2 separate regions of the Oryctolagus cuniculus genome follow, and region 2 is linked to region 1. A link is a contact called in public Hi-C data. All regions are on one chromosome and are shown on one strand. The core of a region is the stretch at or near the end of the contact, and the rest is flanking DNA. Distances in the headings are between cores, read along the strand shown. Region 1 overlaps IL20RB (interleukin 20 receptor subunit beta). Region 2 overlaps PCCB (propionyl-CoA carboxylase subunit beta).

Region 1 (5,551 bases), core at 1,613-4,112:
AAAAAACTGGATCCCTAACAAAATTTACATAATTACTTATCTTCTTTGTCTTAAAATGGCTCTAAAATAACATTACAATATTAACACAAATTATCCAATCATTAAAAATACAGTTCAATTTTTCTAATGCTTACTTTTTATTTGTTTTTATGCTGCAAGCTACTAAGGATTTGCAAAAAAAAAAAAAATTTAAACTCTCTTGGGCTGTATGGTCACTAATAATAGCTCACACTTCGACTCTCTGAATCCTTATCTGGCATAGAGCTGCAGCTCTACCGTTTGCTTTCATACTCAGTTTGAAGGTCCTGGCATCAGGACAGCTGATAGCCCAGAGCTCTTAGAAGGCGGCGACTGGCACTGACCTTATTTTACTCGCAGGTCAACACAGTGCACAACTGCAAATGCTCCGAAGTCCTTGGAAAGCACAATTAGCAATAACATTAGTACTACAGAACACTCACCCTTCCCACACCGTGTAAGAATGCCATAAAACACAACCAGATAGACCTCGATACAGTTGTAACTAAAAAGACATAAGCAGGTATATCAAATTACAACACAATTTTCATTTACTGAAAAATGTACCAGATTATTTCACTATTGCACCATTTTCAGGAAGTTCAACTGAAAACTTTTCTACAGAATTATACAATTCTGACATCCTGTGGGTTCTAATGGAACCAGCTAATAACAACCGCAGTGCTTATAAGCAGAGCCTCTGACGTCACATGCAGGCTGTAGCTGCTTCGTGCCGGTGAGGAAATCCAGATCCTTCCCCAGAAGCAAACGCACTGTGCCCCAGATTCCTGACCTTGCATTCCACAGGGGTTGCACCAGAGTAAGTCATAAAATTACATTCTTTGAATTTAAGGTAAGCTGAAACATCATCTGGCTTCCCCTAGCACATGTTAACACCTTTGTATAAAGTTTCAAATGGCATTTTATTCAAAAATTCCAACTGGGAATAACTGTTTTAGGTAGAAAATGATTTTTAAAGTGAGTTATTAGGGGCCGGCACTGTGGCATAGCAGATAAAGCCACTGCCTGTGATGACGGTATCTCATATGGGCGCTGGGTCCAGTCCCAACTGCTCTACTTCTGATCCAGCTCCCTGCTAATGAGCCTGGGAAAGCAACGGAAGATGGCCCAAGTACTTGGGCCCCTATACCCAAATGTGAGACCTGGGAAAAGCTCCTGGCTCCTGGCTTTGGATCAGACCATTTGTGGTATGAACCAGTGGATGGAAGATCTCGTTCTCTTTCTTTGTCTCTCTCTCTCTCTCTCTCTGCCTTTCAAATAAATAAATCTTAAAAAGTCTTGTTGCCAAAGGAAAAAAAAGGCCCAATTCCCGGCATCCACCCCACACCACCACACCCAGCTCTGGAAATGGGTATTTTGCAGTCTGTTTAGAACCATACCCTGGGCCCAAGTTGTTTTTTGTTTTGTTTTGTTTTGTTTTGTTTTGTTTTGTTTTGTTTTAATCAGTCCTTCAACTTGAAGCTGGCTTTTGACAACCAAAAATTAAATTTATCATTCAGGGGGCCGGTGCTGTGGTGTAGCAGGTAAAGCTGCTGCCTGCAGTGCCGGCTAACCGTATGGCCGCTGGTTCAAGACCGGCTGCTCCACTTCCTAACCAGCTCTCTGCTAAGGCCTGGGAAAGCAGAGGAGGATGGCCCAAGTCCTTGGGCCCCTGCACCCACGTGCAGACCCGGAAGAAGCTCCTGGCTCCTGGCTTCGGATTGGCACAGCTCCGGCCATTGCGGCCAATTGAGGAGCAAACCAGTGGATGGAAGACCTCTCTGCCTCTCCTTCTCTCTGTGTATGTGTAACTCTGACTTTCACATAAAATATTTTTTAAAAAATAAATTTATCATTCAAAGTTTTTTTCTTTTTCTTTTTTATTTTTTTTTTTTTTATTTTTTGACAGGCAGAGTGGACAGTGAGAGAGAGACAGAGAGAAAGGTCTTCCTTTGCCGTTGGTTCACCCTCCAATGGCCGCCGCGGCCGGCGCACCACGCTGATCCGATGGCAGGAGCCAGGTGCTTCTCCTGGTCTCCCATGGGGTGCAGGGCCCAAGCACTTGGGCCATCCTCCACTGCACTCCCTGGCCACAGCAGAGAACTGGCCTGGAAGAGGGGCAACCGGGACAGAATCCGGCGCCCCGACCGGGACTGAACTAGGATTAGCCTAGTGAGCTGCGGCGCCGGCTCGTTCTAAGTTTAAAACCTGTTAGTAAAATAAAGGAAGAAGGGCCGGCATTGTGGTGTGACAGATGAAGGCACTGCTGCAGCACCTCCCGTGCCTCCCATCAGAGCGCCGGTTGGAAACCCAGCCACACGACTGCCAGTGCAGCTCCCCGCTGATGCACCTGGGAAGGCAGCAGATGAAGGCCCAAGTGCTTGAGTCCCTGCCACTCCTGTGGGAGACCTGGATGGCATGCATGAACCAATGGACAGAAGTTTCTCATCCTCTTTCTCTCCCTTTCCTTCCCTCCCTCCCTCTCTCTCTCTTTCTCTCCCCTGACTCTTCCTTTCAAATAAATACATAAAAATCTTTTTAGAAATAAAATTTAAATAAAGGAAGAAGGAATTTAGGGCAGAAGGGAAGGTGAGAAAGGCAGTGGGAATGCAGGACAGGCAGTGACCTGCTGGTTTTAAAAACACTGCAATTCATACGCTTTCTAATTCCACAAACAGGCATCCAGCGTCACCAGTCTGCACGGCTAAAAGTCCACAAACTGTATTCCCAACACCCTTACAAAGCCAACCCAACCCATTTCAGACTCTCAGCCGCCAGGCGCCTCCTGTTTGGAGGGCATATTTCCAAGCAGACGGTACTCAGAAGTCTCGAGATGCCACTTCTACTGCGATGAATGTTTAGAGCTTTCCAAAATGTTTGTAAGTGGACAAATCCTTTTGTGTTAAAAAGAGATTATCTCATAAATTACAATCGGGCTGTTCGAAGTTGCTCCTAATTCAAGGTCGCCATCTAGTTGCTGCCATCTGCTAAATTAAATTCTGTGCGTGCAGCCAGAATTCGGTCGTCCACCTCGTTGGCCTCCTTAATTGAGGCTGAATCTGAGGGCTGGGGATGTCCTATTCGGTTCTATTTCCAACTGCAAGATGCAAAACTCAAGTCAGGATGGTGGGGCAACAGTGGAGGTGTGAGATCGCAACGGGCTCCTGCCAAGTCAGTGTTTTTCCATGGGCGTAGCCGTACAGTGACGCAATTTAGTAAAAGATTTGCATGCAAGTCCAGGAACTCTGGATGGGTGTGGCTGCTTCCCAGATGACTATTTTTGTTTGCTTTTGTCTTTTTTGAGAGACAGACAGACAGCTCCCATCCACTAGTTCACTCCCCAAATGCCCACAGTCCACTGCTGCCAAAGCCAGGAGTCAGGTACTCAAGGTGGGTCTCCCAGGTGGGTGACAGGAGCCTGACCACCTGAGCCATCATCTGCTGCCTTCCCAGGGTGCACCTTCGCAGAAAGCTGGCTCAGGAGCTGGTGCCAGCACCCGGACTCAATCCAGACACTCTGATGGGAGAAGCAGGCCTAACTGCTGGTCCAAAGGCCCACCGCAGATGAGAGGTTTTCAGTACAGATGCAAAATGCAGGAGTTACTGAGGCTTGTGCAGGCACTCAGTATGCCAACAGCCAGGTTGGTTTTATTTTTTAAGATTTATTTATTTATTTGAAAGTCAGAATTTACAAAGACAAATTCCCTTCTATAAACTCACAGCTCAAGGAGTAAAAGAGCCAGCCTAGCCCAGGAGTGGGCTGGAAATAGGACAGCAGATGTCCCAAATCAGTCTCTTTTTTTTTCCCCAGAAGTAGGGAATGGCAGCACAGAGGAAAGACCAACAAAGTGAGTGAGGGAGGGAGGGAGGGAGGCAGAAGCCAAGGGGTTGGAAGGGAGAGCCTGGGGCACAGGGCAGCCCCCTAGGACATGCTGGGAACAATACAGAGAGAGAGAGAGAGATACAGGCACGGGGCAAAGAGATGGTGGCCCAAAAGGGCCCACTCCACTAGTGATTATGGAGGTCTGTTAGGGTCCAAGCCCTTGAGAATTTTAGCTTTCCTTCCTCCACCCAGCAAGTCCAGGAAGCGCGAAGTGACAACAAAAGAAATATTCCCAAACTCAACACAAGGTGGCGCCAGACACCCGTGGACATAATGAGGTCCTTCCTTCCAGGTGGGCTCCCGGAAGGGATCTGGTCAGGACAGAGCGAACGCAAACTGAGATCTGAACCCACAGGAGTTGAGTTACTGTAGCCCAAGAATAAAATAGGGCACACAAAAAATAAGAGAAAACATCTTTTTTTTTTTTTAAGAGAGTCTGCAATCCGTGTGTAGGAGGAACTTGAAAGAACTGGGCCACAGAATCCCCTGGCAGACAGGCGCCAAGCAGGTGCCCAGGGGGAAGTGGGGGGGGTGGGGGGCGGGTGTTACAGGCGTTCAGGTGGGAGGCAGTGGTGGCTTGGGCCGAGTTGGCAGGAAAAAGTGCCTTCTGGTAGGCTTTTTTTTTTTTTTTTTTTTTTTTTTACAAATGTCATGCATTGACACAGAAGCCCAACGAAACTGCATAACAAGAAGCAACACATCCTAACCAAGGCACCTTCTTTGTTCATTGTGTTTGCTCTGCTCTTGTTGGCTGTCATCACGGACTGGTGACTTCCCACATTTATCCTGTCAGCTGGTGCCAGCCAGCATTCTCCTGATGCCCATACCGTCCCAACTTTGGACAGTAGCGACTCTTTTTAGATTGCCTTTTGTGTGATTTTTGAATGACCCAATGACTTCAAGCATTGCTTTCTGGCCCAACAAGGGGTAGCCAGTCATTCTAGGGTCCCCATGTGCCTTTCATCTCCAGACAAGGAATCAGTAACTGCTCCAGGAAACCTTGGCTCCTTGGGAGAGGAAAAGAACATTAGAAACCAAAACATGGGCATTGGGGTGCCTTATGGAGGTGAAATATTTAAACTATTTTTAAGGTAATGTTGAACAAAGGTCCTCCCCCCATATGAACACATTTGATTCAGTTCTAACAGTGCACTGTGCTTGCTCAAATTTGAGATCTAGCACTGACCTGCCTTTTCACTAATACTGAAATCTGGGTTATAATAATTATAAATAAATAATGATTTCTCTGCCTGATAAGAGAATAGCTCATGCACACACACACGCACAACAATCAGTACAAACATAGGACACAGTTTGGGTTTCAGACTGCGTATCCCAAGGAAGTGCTGCCCCGCTGCTTTGCTGCAGAGTCGGGGAACGTCTGACCTCTGGCTGTGGAAGGCCCGCGCAGCCATTCGCTCTGGCCCTGCCGAGGCAACCACAGCGAGACCTGAAATTCATGACATCTATAGCAAGCTAGTTTTTAAAATATATATATATATATTTATGTATTTGAAAGAGTTACAGAGAGAGGGAGAGATAGAGACAGGTCTTCCATCCACTGGTTCACTCCCCAGATGGCTGCAACAACCAGGGCTGGGCTAAGTCAATGTCAGGAGCCAGGAGCCAGGAGCTCCCCCTGAGTCTCCC
Region 2 (5,551 bases), core at 1,596-4,095, 670 kb after region 1:
GATGTAGGCAGGTAAAGCTGCCGCATTCAGTGCCAGCATCCCATATGGACACAGATTCGAATCCTGGCTGCTCCACTTCTGATCCAGCTCTCTGCCATGGCATAGGAAAGAAAGCAGTGGAAGATGGCCCAAGTCCTTGAGCCCCTGTACCTGTGTGGGAGACCTGGAAGAAGCTCCTGGCTTTGGATTGGTGCAGCTCTGGCCATTGTGGCATATTGGAGAGTGAACCAGCAGATGGAAGACCTCTCTCTCTCTTTCTCTCTCTGCCTCTCCTTCTCCGTGTAACTCTGACTTTCAAATAAATAAATATATCTTTAAAAATAAAAAAGTCCCTCTTCGTCATGGTTAATACTTGAATGTTACTTTGATCAATATTAGGGTCACAAACACCGCTACATCACTGTGTCAACTCTCAGGGTTTACCTCTGACCCTTCTTTCCAGCCTTTCTTAATCCCTTTAGGTGTCTCTGGCATACTGCATTTGGTTGGTCTTATTTGGGGCCAAATTCAACACCTTTTTCTTTTAAAAATCAATTAACCCCATTCATGTTTATCAGTATACAGACATCTTTTTTTCTGTCTTCTATTTATAAATTACTATATGCACCCTGTTATACTTATTTATGCCACGTTTACTGTTATTTAGGAAGGTCGGTATTTTTGGTCTAGTGGTTACCTTTGTAATTAAGTGGTGTGTTTTTAGTGATACCACTGACTCACACCCACCAACCAGTGCTGTCTTCCATCTCCTCCCATGTTCCAGGAGCATTTTTTTCGACAACTAAACATAACATTTTAGGTTATCCTCTACCTTCACCTGTTTTATTCTTATTATAATTATGTGTACAAGTATTTTTAAAGTTAATTCATGTATTTGAAAGTCAGAGATAGAGAGAGAGAGGAAGAGACAGAGAGAAAGATATTCTGTCCACTGGTTCACTCCCCAGATGGCCACCACAGCTAAGGCTGGGTCAGGGAGAAGCCAGGAGCCAGAATTCCAGCCTGGTCTCCCACAGGTACTTGGGCCAGCACCTGCTTCCTCCCAGGCTCATCAGCAAGAAGCTGAATCAGAAGCACTGAGCAGCCAGGACCTAATCCAGGCACTCCACTATGGGGCCCAGGCATCCCAAGCAATGGCTTAACCCACTGGGCCCCAGTGCCCACCCCAGAACACAAGTACTCAGTCATCACAATCAGCCCTTTGGCTTAAATGTTCTCAGTCTCCTTTTGGTTGGATGAAGCTCATTCGTTAGTAGATACCTCAAGACAGACCTGGGAATACAAAATTCCCTCCAGTCTTTGAGATCTGAAACTAGTTGTCTATAGTCCTGAAAGACGCGGGCCAGCTGGGCCACACATAAAATCCTTGGTTGCAGACCACACTTGATCCTCTTCAATGGGCTTTTCTTGATGCCTCATTTTCTGTGTTTCTTCTAAAGACGCCTGATGACCTTGTGAGTTACTTGATCTTTTTACCTGCACATCCTGGATATTTCTGTGTCATTGAAAAACCTGATAGTTATATTTGGGTATCTTCTCAAGTTTGATCATTCTGGGTCACTTTTCCTGTGTGCTCATTATATAGACCTGGGTCTTACTTTATTTTGGAATGGTTTCTTGGATTACAGCTTTAAATATTAATTCCGCCTCAGTAATTTTTCTTTTTCTAACACTCCAATTATATACTTTTTAGTCTTCTTTGCCTCTCTCCCATTATACCTCACTCTTTTCTGATACTTGTTTTAACTAATCATTTTTATTAGATGTATTTTCATTTAATTTTTAGTCGGCAACTTAAAGTTGCATATACAAAAGATACAACATGGTGCTTGGGTGTCTGTGTGTAGTGTGCAATGATTCAATCTATTGAATATCCATTGTCTGAGGTTTTTTTTTTTTTTTTTTGAGGAGAACACAAAGTCTACTTTTACTTTCTCATGTTTTTTTATATTTAGATTATTTGTTTTTATTGACATAATAATTGTACATATTTATGGGGTTTCTCATAATATTTTTATTTTGGTTATTCCCCCACATCTCTTCAGTGCTCCTAATTAAGTTTTAACTCAAATACCTTATCCATTGCACACCTTATAATCATCATTTCTGATATGATCATCTCCCCTTTCATTTTCTTAATTCAGTCACCTCTCACTACTTCCTCCTGTCTTCTCTACATTCTGTCATTAGTCTGTGAATGTTTTTACTTTCGTAACCTGAGGCGAGGAGAGACCACCTGCTTCACAATGTACTTCTACACGGAAGGGCATTTCAGCCACTCAAATGTTTCATTCTCGATTTTTGTTCTCTTATTCTAGTAGCTGGATATAAATGAAAACTACTTGTATCTCTGCATTTTGTGGACGAGGTTGGCAGTTTCTGAGAGTGAACAAGATTCCTAGTTCAAGAGCACCCTCTTCTGTCAGTAGAGCAAAGTGCAGTTTGGTTAATGGCCGGATTTGGGGAGGGTGGTGGGGAAGGGGGGAGCCTGTTCCTCTCGCTGAGGAATGAGGAATCCCTGTCTGGGTTGTCTCCAGGAAGGAAATGGCCAAGTCATCTGATCAGAGCGGGAAATGGAGAATGAGGTTGGGGTGGAGTCCGGTTGTAGGAAAACTCAGAAAGAACAAAGTGCTTTGCCCGTAGGACAAAGAATTTACCAAATTCAACCGAAGCCCAGAGAGGCACACTGAGGGTCTGACTAGGGCAGGAATGGCGCTCTGGGGCTCTCCTCTGGCAGCCACAGGCCCCATGGGCAACATCTGCATGGATGGCTGAAGCCTTCGAACAGGGACAGGGCTTTGCAGGGATATTGGTGATAAAAATTTACGTGATGCACCTTTCGCCTTATTCACAAGCGCTTTTCTGGACCTAAAGAAAGACAATGGCCATCTACAGACCTCCGCAGTTTGCCTAATAGTGTCCAGGAACCTGCTGCACCACGAAATGAATTCAAATGGCTCCTATCCTATTGGATACCCATGTGTGTGTGCACATAAACACAAAAACACAAACACACACCCTGACCCCCTCACAAAATGCCCTGTGTCCTCTTCCTCCAGAAAGACAAAACGACCTCTGGGCTTAAAGCCCTCAACAGAGGAAGCCACCGAAGGTCACCCTGGCCTCACTCTAGACTCCCAGGACATGGTCCCTAATCTGTGGACCCCAGTGTCTTCTAGGGACCCCTAAGCTCTACTGGCCCACTGTCTCCTCCTCCGTCCAGCCCCTCAGTCCAGGTGAACCCTGAGCTCTTCCCAGAACACACTTCCTGGTGGCCTCTGGTCCTGTGTGCCCCCCCGTGTCCCACCTGTGTGGCCTGGCATCAGGACCTGGGGGCCCGTGAATGGCTGCACGAGGACAAACACGACAGGGAACTGTGGCACTTACGGAATGTACGATGTCCACCATGTCGTAGGCCTTGGTAGATTCCAAAGGGACAACTGTGTCAAGCTCAGGAACCAGGCGGTCACTTTAGGTAGAAAAGAGGCAGACGGAGTCAACAAGGGAAGAGCCAGTTACCTGCTGGGGGTGGGGGTGGGAACCGAAATGGCGGAGACTCATCTCATGGGAACTGGGAAAGTTGTGCACTGATGGATTTGCAAAGCACTCCTACCAGGGAATCATTCCTTTGTGACCACCGCATTAAGCTGCACCTGAGCCCGAGCCCAATCCCAATCCCAATCCCAAAGATTTCCAGTTTCCTTTGAAAGAAAAAGTGAGCTTGTTCTCTGGATTATCTTCACTGATTCTCTCTGACTACTTCCTACATTTTAGAGACTGTACGGGATGCTAAAGGACATTGTAATGAACAAGACATGGAGACATGGCCATGGATGATCCCAATCCAACTCCGTAAAACATGAAAAACTGGGGCCAGTGCTGTGGCATAGTAGGCTAAGTCTCTGCCTGTGGCACCAGCATCCCATTTGGGTACCAGTTTGAATCCTGACTGCTCCACTTCTGATGCAGCTCTCTGCAATGGCCTGGGAAAGCAACAGAGGATGGTCCAAGTCCTCGGGCCCCTGCACCCACGTGGGAGACAGGAAGAGGCTCCTGGCTACTGGCTTCAGATAGGCTCAGCTCCGGCCATTGTGGCTATTTCAGGAATGAACCAGCAGATGTAAGACTTTTCTCTCTGCCTCTCCCTCTCTCTCTGTAACTCCATCTCTCAAATAAATAAATAAAATTAAAAAAAAAAAAAAAAAAAAAACCATGGGCCGGCACCATGGCTCACTTAGCTAATTCTCCACTGCGGTGCCAGCACCCCAGGTTCTAGTCTCAGCTGGGGCGCCGGATTCTGTCCCAGTTGCTCCTCTTCCAGTCCAGCTCTCTGCTGTGGTCCGGGAGTGCAGTGGAGGATGGCCCAAGTACTTGGGTCCCTGCACCTGCATGGGAGACCGGGAGGAAGTACCTGGCTCCTGGCTTTGGATCAGCATAGTGTGCCCACCATGGTGACCATCTTGGGGTGAACCAACGGAAGGAAGACCTCTCTCTCTGTCTTTCTCTCACTGTCTATAACTCTTTCTGTCTCTCTCTCTCACTGTCTAACACTGCCTGGCAAAAAATTTTTTAAAAATAAATAAATAAATAAATAATAACAAAAAAACATGAAAAATTAATGAACAAGAACTCAAAAACGCCAAGTCAGAGCTCTGCAGAAACCGCTGGGCGTCCCCACCCCCTGCTGCGAGGCTGGCCTGCTGGAGCGCCTCTAAGGAGCAAAGCTGCAGCCCCGGGCGGAGTCACTGTGGGCCAGGCAGTGTGCACGGCCCCCAACACTCCCGCCATGCTGTGTCCAAGAGGTTCGGGAGGGAGGCTAGGCCAGAGCCCGCTCCTACCTGCAGGACGACGCGGCATCGGTCACCACTCTCCAACAGGCTCCTGTCCCTTCCCAACTCGTGTGGGTGGCCAGGGCTACTCTGATCCTGAGAGGGGCACTCGGGCTGGGGTTTGGCCTTGGGGCCCCAAAAAGCCCAATCTCACGGACAGCTTTCTCTGTACTGGGCACAGCCCTGTATGGTGAAGAAAGTCCTGCCACACTTTTCCTTTGCCGCTGCCACCTGGGGCCTCCCTGGAACCTGCAGATGAGGAAAGGCTGGGCCAAAGCAGCCCCTCCGTCCCCCTCCAGGGCTGTCTGAGAAGCTCGCAAGAGCTCCAGATGTGTGGATGCGCAGGAAAGGAGGCCGTGCCCACAACTGTGAGCGCTGCCAGCAACCTCCCCTCACTGGTGTGTGCCCAGAGGAGTGGGGGAGCGGCAGGTAAAGGGGAGCCCAGTCAGAGCCCCATGCCAAAGACGGGGTAGTGGCTAAAACGGCTCCTTCCTGAGGCATTCAATTCCCAGTCCCTTCTGCAGAAGAGAGCCCAAGCAAGGGAGCATGGATGCATCTAACCTGGAGAGCAAACAAATGCAACAGGCAGAGAGAGCAACAGCAGGCCCCCAGCTGGGCGTCCGTTTATGCTGTCGCACCCCCTGCATCAGATGGCGACCCCAACAATAAGAGGGAAGGTCCTCACGAGGCAGCCAGCAACACACCCTTCTCGGACAGTGCCC

Evidence for each region. Hi-C and Micro-C count contacts between places; a contact is called where the count stands out from the background.
Region 2: a contact with region 1 is called in a Hi-C map of an unstated tissue, with 8 times the contacts expected there. The contact joins two enhancer-like sites. A contact is called at or near these places in 3 of 6 Hi-C or Micro-C datasets (ear pinna, psoas muscle and an unstated tissue).

Annotation. Positions count from the first base shown.
Region 1 is chr4:144,623,414-144,628,964 of mOryCun1.1, forward strand. The region is part of intron 7 of IL20RB (interleukin 20 receptor subunit beta); the gene reads right to left. Among named protein-coding and RNA genes, the nearest start is that of IL20RB, 35 kb to the right of the region's middle. Within about 2 kb of position 2,863, at least 1 of the 8 cell types and tissues checked has an H3K27ac peak or open chromatin away from gene starts, as enhancers often do.
Region 2 is chr4:145,292,291-145,297,841 of mOryCun1.1, forward strand. PCCB (propionyl-CoA carboxylase subunit beta) reads right to left here. Exons shown (of 15, transcript XM_051859006.2): 9 at 3,388-3,469. Among named protein-coding and RNA genes, the nearest start is that of PCCB, 38 kb to the right of the region's middle. Within about 2 kb of position 2,846, at least 2 of the 8 cell types and tissues checked have an H3K27ac peak or open chromatin away from gene starts, as enhancers often do.